Regions from separate parts of the Danio rerio genome. Here region 1 is linked to region 2. A link is a contact called in public Hi-C data. All regions are on one chromosome and are shown on one strand. Each heading gives the region's core, a stretch centred on a gene start, on an enhancer-like site or on the middle of the called end of the contact. The rest is flanking DNA. Distances are from core to core; before and after follow the strand shown. Region 1 overlaps mtss1 (MTSS I-BAR domain containing 1). Region 2 has its middle 19 kb from the start of mych.

Region 1 (3,605 bases), core at 728-3,227, 150 kb after region 2:
TAATTAGGACAGGGGGGTAGGACTAAAGGGTAAAATTGGGATCGATTAAGGGGTAAATTTGGGGAAAATTAAAAAAAAAAATGGAAAAAAAAACAGTTACTGTAGATCTTTGCAAAAAAAGAAAAAAGAAAATTATATATATATATATATATATATATATATATATATATATATATATATATATATATGTATATATATATATATATATATATATATGTATATAAACTTGCATATAAAAAAGGTTTTATTAAGATGGATTGCTGGTGATTGGATGGATGTCGACCCAATCAGTTAGCTTTACTTGGACAGAGGAAAATTAAGACCTGTTTAAAATGATTCCGGACACACAACACAATATTTCAGTGAATTTAAGACTTTAAGCACTAAAATTTTGTTTTTGAAAGACATTAAAAGTTTTTAAGACCCCGCAGACACACTATTGTGCAGCCATAATTAAGAGTAGCTTGGAATCGAAGACTTAAGAACGTCCACTTCCATTCAATACGGTTTATTTAAATTAGATAAATGGAGCACTTTTGACTTCCAAGGCATTTTGCAACAAAAAAACAAGAACAAAAAAAAAACAAGAGTTCAATCTACAAAACTAATCATTCACGTTCCTTCCAGGAACAGTACAATTGTTTCAAGAAATGTCTTTGATTCTAATACAAAAACAAAACATTGCCTCCAAAAAAAAAGTCATAGGCCACAAGTTTGAGGTTTTATGAATTGAGTCTTTATAATAAATCCTCCAGGAGAGCAAATTTATATGCATCTACTACGGGGCTACAGCGTCAAAGCTTTGGTAAACGAACAAACGATTAAAAATGATTGAGAATCAAACAGGTTGAATAAATAACCACAGTGATGCCTTCGTAAGCTCTCACAGTCATAAGCAACCCAAATATGATCCACTATAATCCAGTCCTTCATTCATCCACCCAATCACAACGCTCGGTCCCTCCCCTCCTCTCCACTCATTGGCTGAATCCGTTTTACAGACATTGGGTGGATTAAAGGCAGTGGTGCAGTTTTCAGTTACCCTAAACTGTACAAAAATAGACGCCTAGTGCTGCTTTATCTAATCTCCAAAACAAACGAGAAACAAAGAGGTGAATAATACAACAGTCTTTCCATAGTTTCGCTAATATATACACAAGTTTTTTGATCTCTAACCAGAAGGCTGAGTGCTTACGAATACGACATAAACAAATAACTTTAATATATCTTTAAGCTCCGACGGTCAATCTAGATCTCTAAATACATATATATCTGTATATATAAGTATACATATATATGTAAAGCACGTAGCCTGCAGAATCAACTTTATTAAGAGGCGACATTCGCAGGGACGCTGCAAAACGTTTGTTCTTAGAGCACAGTGTACTTAAATCGAACGTCTTTTCGAGTGGCAAGAATCGTCAACAGTTTTGCCTCCACTTAAAAAACAAAAACACACAAAATCGCAACAAGAAAAAGCTCGAACGAATTCACTAAACGGAAAAAAGCCACAGACGAATTCAACGAAAAAAAATTGAATCAATTGAGATAGTTAGGCGTGATTAAAGGCGCCGAACGATCGTTGGTAAGTGTCCTTCGAAGTTTCACTCCTCTACGTATCATACTTAACATATCTCCTCCACCGCTGCTCGGTTCAGGAGCGCCGTCTGTATGATCCACGCCAGGCTGAGCTGAGTTATTCAGCCCGCTTTCACTTGGCATGCCGGAATTGTGAGCTAGCGTGTTTTGAACCTGCTGCTGAACTTGATGTTTGAGTTTCTGCTGGAGCTCTTTGTGATGGATCTGTTGATACTGCGGCTCTTGATTGTATTGCTGTTGGTGATTGTATTGATTGTATTGCTTTTGGTTGTAATGTTGCTGTTGTTGCTGCTGATACTGCCTCTGTTGTTGTTGGTGTAGTGTGAACTGCTGTTGCTTGCTCATTTGATACAGCGGCTCTGTGCTGCCCACTGGTGGCTGCCCGGGGAACATGGAATAGTATGGAGGCGGCATCGCGCTCAGACTTTGAGTGGACGTACACAGATTATGCCTGGCGTGAGCTAAATCGGAGCCGGGCACTCTGTTGCTTTGGGTCACTCCAGGAGGACATGTGATGTCATCACTGCCACTCAGGCCAGCGGTAGAAATGGACGCCTTCAGAGGCACCTAAAATAAAAGAGAAAGAGATCTCGGGTTACTGTGATATTCTTATTATTGTAAGCAAGATCAAAAATAGTACAGGATTACAACTGGCATCAAAATACTAATTTCTTTTGTGATCAATAGGCCTGTCACAATAATCAATATGGACTTATCATGTAACACTTGGAGATTACCTCAATATTTTTTACCGTTGAAGAATTTACCTAAAGATCTGAAAATCCTTGTAGCAAACTTATGTGTGTGTGTGTTGCTTCAAGAAAGTAACCATTCATTTGTTTTGCGTTTTATTTTCATTTGTCCATATTTATTTATTCTTTATTTAATTATTTTATTTAATCATATGATCATTATTCATTTCATTATATAATTTACTGATCATTAGTTAATGATTGGATTATTATTGATTATTATTTGTCATTTTTTATGCATTTATATTTTTATGATTATTTTCCTATAATTATTGCTTTATTATTTTTTTAGTTTTTGCCTTATTGTTATAATCTTATGACTGTAGAATTAAGCGACACTTGTTTTCATGTGTAAGAGATAAGAGAATGTCTCCATTTCAAGGTCTGTATTGTCTCTGGACAATGTTGTGAAGCTGTAATTTTCCTTTGCTGTTGCTTGTGGTTTAATAACACTTGTTGGATTTATCTTGGTCAGACAAAGTCTGAGCATTGAATCATACGCAACTAAGATTATTCAATAAGCTCTGCTCTTTCTTTATTATCATTACTACGTCTCCTTCTTCTGCTCCTCTCTGGTTTTCTCAGTCAACTCCTATATTAATAGGAGACTGTTCTTCAGTTTAATACTGGTTCATAGGTTTGGGCATTGGAAACTCTGCTGACTTGTTGTCCAGATACCCGTTTTCTGACAAAATCTGGTGTCCGGGGCTGGATCATATTTATCTGGCGAGGAGATGGTGATTTAACACTGTTGCAATATATATTTACAAACTGACAAATAATGCTAAAGCCATTTTACAATGACATTTACTTAGAGTACCTCAATGGTGTCAAAGTTTATAATTGGACATTTACCTAATAGGACATTTAATAGTATTTATAATAGGACATTTAATAGTATTTATAATAGGACATTTAATAATTTAACATTAAATTATGGAGTCTAAATAACCTTAAGAATGATAAGCATTTTAAAGTGTTATGGCTATTTATTTCTATTATTACGCTGTTATAAAATCAGTGGCATAAAATTATCTCAAACTGTTTTGAGACAACAATTTCTGTCTTAGTGTGACAGGCTTAGTGATCACTTAACATCACTTATGGTATGGGGCTATTCACATATCATTTTACAAGCATGCACGCATGCACGCACGCACACACACACAGTTGAAGTCAGAATTATTATCCCCCCTTTGATTTTTTCCCCCTTTTTAAATATTTCCCAAATGATGTTTAACAGAGCAAGGAAAT
Region 2 (3,403 bases), core at 281-2,780:
CAATAAGTTTACTCATTAGCCAAATTCCCAAAGTTTTAGATCAAAATTTTGCACAAAAATTGCAGCAAGGTGCCATAACACAGGCGAAGTTCCATGTACACATTAATAAAATATTTCCACACAACATACCATACTTCATTATGTTGGTGCATCTCCCTCCCCCCTGGTTTCATTTAATGACTTAATGGTCACCATTATAACATCATTTCTGGTTCTATTTGTCCTGCAAATAGGAACTCTAAAACGACATCCTGATGGCAACAGCTGAAACACAGAGTACAATGGGTGCATAGGATACTCTGAGCTCTCTTTAAAACACAATTATGGTAAGATACCATTAGACCAGCTTGGTTAAAACCGACAGTCTTGCCTGCCACCTTAACCAGGCTGCTTAGCCTGTTCTTACCTGACAGACTCAGATTACCGTACCAAGCTACAATGCAAAAAGATAAAACAGATTCAATAAATAGGTAATACAACAGAAGTTACAAACCTTAAACGATCTAAGTTTCCTCAGGAAAAACAGAACATTAATTCTGTTTCCGCTGCACCATGACTTTATATTCTATACTGTGCATTAGACTGTTCTGTTTATATTCTAATACTGTACATTAGTTCTGTTAAGTGACAAGACTTTGTCTAAACAAAGTCAGACCTTACTGTCCTAATAAAATGAATAAAAATCAAGGCATGATCATATTTTATTTTAGTTAAATAGACGTAATCTAGAGGCCTTTGCATTGCATAAAAGCCACTTCTGATACCAAATGTTCAACTAGAGATCAAGTTATTCATTTGATGTTCCTAAAACTTAGATAGGCACCAAGACTTTGTCAGGTAGTGTATAATGCATTTGGTTTGCTTCAGCCAAATAATGCAAAATGAGATGCTTAGGAGAAGTAAAGCTTCAAAAAATTACTATAAAAGCACTACAATAGAGGTCAAGTCCTGCAAGACCTTCACATGTGAAGTGTGATCAGCATTACATGGAAAACAGCAGCTACACAAACTTCTCCTTTCTTAAGTTCCACTGAATGTAAATTTGGCGCTGAACTTTTACTTTGACAAGTTGACAGCAGTGTGAGCCGTCTTGTGATTTCAAGGATCAAAAATTTGGAGCGCCACCAAGTTTGTCATGTAAGACGGCGGACAGTGAGACATTGTTTCTGAGAAGTGTGATGAATGGAGGCTTCAGTGAGGGCACGCGTGGCGTCAGATTGCGGGTCAGTTGTGGTCACCAACTGCATGCTAAGGGCGGCATCTGTGCCAGCTTCTACCCTAAATGGCCAGCAGGAAAAGATGTGCTCTACAGTGATCTGCTGATCCAGGGCCTGATCGTCTGTACCCGCTGCTACTCTCTCTTTCTGGGTATGCTCTAAATTTGGACGTACTACGATGATGCCCTCTCTCTTATTTCACGCCCCTTTAAATCAAGTTTCCCCCCTGCCGCATGTTTCCATTCAGGTCCTCCTGCCGCAGCGCTTTTCCTGCACACAGTTCTGTTTTATATCCTGCAGTTCCTAGAAAACATTCCGACGTAAAGTTCGAGGAAGAGGCTGAAAAACAGATCATCCCCTGTACGCCGCTCATGTGGGAGCCATGTGAATTTTCTCGGAGGCCCTTTTTATGGATTTGCTCAAACTTTTGGTCACATTAGGACATCTGAAGGGTTTTGAGAACTTTCATTTGGCTCGAAATGCTCAGGTTTAGGGTTTTTTACACAGATTATTGCCAGGTTATTGTCAAACTAAATCCTGCATTTGACCTGCAATTTAGAAGTGGTGTTAGTGGTCTTGAGGCTCTACTTTACTGGTGTTTGCTTCATATAGAGCGCGTTAGTGGTTGCTTTTTTTTAAAGAAAGTTTCTTCTGGAAGAAATTTTCTCTTTTATTTTCTCATAGGAGTTTTTTAGCCATGAACACAACCGACAAGCTATGAGATGAATTGCACCATTACAAACTATGATTTGAGTCAAAGTATATAAAACTGTTTAAAATAAGTACTTAATGGCAGAAGGAACTACAGTCCCATCAAGCTTTGTGAATGACATAACTACACCGGCCACTTTATTAGGTACACCTGTCCAACCAGATTTTATTTGACTCTTTTATGGAAAAAAGAGCAGTTGTGATTTTTAAAGATAATACACATCCCCTTCACTCAGCATTTGAATTGCTACCATCAGGACGCAGGTTTAGAATTCCTAAAGCACGAAGAAATGCCTATAAAAAGTCATTTATCCCAATGGCAGTTGTTGTTCTAAACCGGATTAATGTTTGTAGTGAATGAGGTGGTTACAAAGAATGATTTGCAGTATTGTGCATGGGGCTAATTTGGTTTTTAGACTTTTAACTTATGTTGTTGTCTTGATAAGTGTTATTGTGTCGTTGTTGTATGTTTGTAATTGTTGTCCTAAATCCAGTGTTGAAGAAAAATTTCCTTTCTGTGTCAAGCAGAACGGACAATAAAGTTTAAACTAAACTAAACTAAACCGCTTGTTAACGATATTTCTAATCAGACAATCACATGGCAGCAACTCAATGCATTTAGGCATGTAGACATGGTCAAGACAATCTGCTGCAGTTCAAACCGAGCATCAGAATGGGGAAGAAAGCTTGGTTGTTAGTGCCAGACGGGCTGGTCTGAGTAATTCAGAAACTGCTTATCTACTGTAATTTTCACACACAATCATGTCTAGGGTTACCAAAGAACGGTTCAAAAAAGAGAAAATATCCAGTGAGCGGCAGTTCTGTGGCGCTAATGCCTTGTTGATGCCAGAGGTCAGAGGAGAATGGCCAGACTGGTTCTAGTTGATAGAAAGGCAACAGTAACTCAAATAACCACTTGTTATAACTGAGGTATGCAGAAGAGCATCTCTGAACACACAATATGTCAAACCTTGAGGCGGACGGGCTACAGCAGGAGAAAACAACACCAGGTGCCACTTGTGTCAGCTAAGAACAGGAAATTGAGGCTACAATTCACACAGGATCACCAAAATTGGACAATTGAAGATTGGAAAAACGTTGCCTGCTCTGATGAGTCTCGATTTCGGCTGCAACATTTGGATGGTAGCGTCAGAATTTGGCATCAAAAACATGAAAGCATGAATCCACCCCGTCTTGTATCAATGGTTCAGGTTGGTGGTGGTGTAATGGTGTGGGGGATATTTTCCTGGCACACTTTGGGCCCATTAGTACCAACTGAGGATTGTGTCAACTCCACAGCCTTCCTGAGTTTTGTTGCTGACCATGTCCATCCCTTCATGACCACAGTGTCCCCATCATCTGATGGCAACTTCCATCAGGATAACGCACCATGCCATAAATTTTGAATCGTCTCAGACTGGTTTCTTGAACATGACAATGAGTTCACTGTACTCAAATGGCCTCCACAGTCAGCA

What was found. A called contact is a pair of places that touch in the nucleus more often than the background predicts.
Region 1: a Hi-C map of fibroblasts shows a contact between it and region 2, with 3 times the contacts expected there. The contact joins two enhancer-like sites. A contact is called at or near these places in 3 of 18 Hi-C or Micro-C datasets (caudal fin, embryo and fibroblasts) and 1 of 4 datasets of contacts at active chromatin or transcription factors (caudal fin).

Annotation. Positions count from the first base shown.
Region 1 is chr6:53,225,209-53,228,813 of GRCz12tu, forward strand. mtss1 (MTSS I-BAR domain containing 1) reads right to left here. Exons shown (of 15, transcript NM_001123252.1): 15 at 1,540-2,166. The coding sequence ends at 1,540. Among named protein-coding and RNA genes, the nearest start is that of mtss1, 100 kb to the right of the region's middle. Within about 2 kb of position 1,978, at least 6 of the 62 cell types and tissues checked have an H3K27ac peak or open chromatin away from gene starts, as enhancers often do.
Region 2 is chr6:53,076,256-53,079,658 of GRCz12tu, forward strand. No RefSeq gene overlaps it. Among named protein-coding and RNA genes, the nearest start is that of mych, 19 kb to the right of the region's middle. Within about 2 kb of position 1,531, at least 11 of the 62 cell types and tissues checked have an H3K27ac peak or open chromatin away from gene starts, as enhancers often do.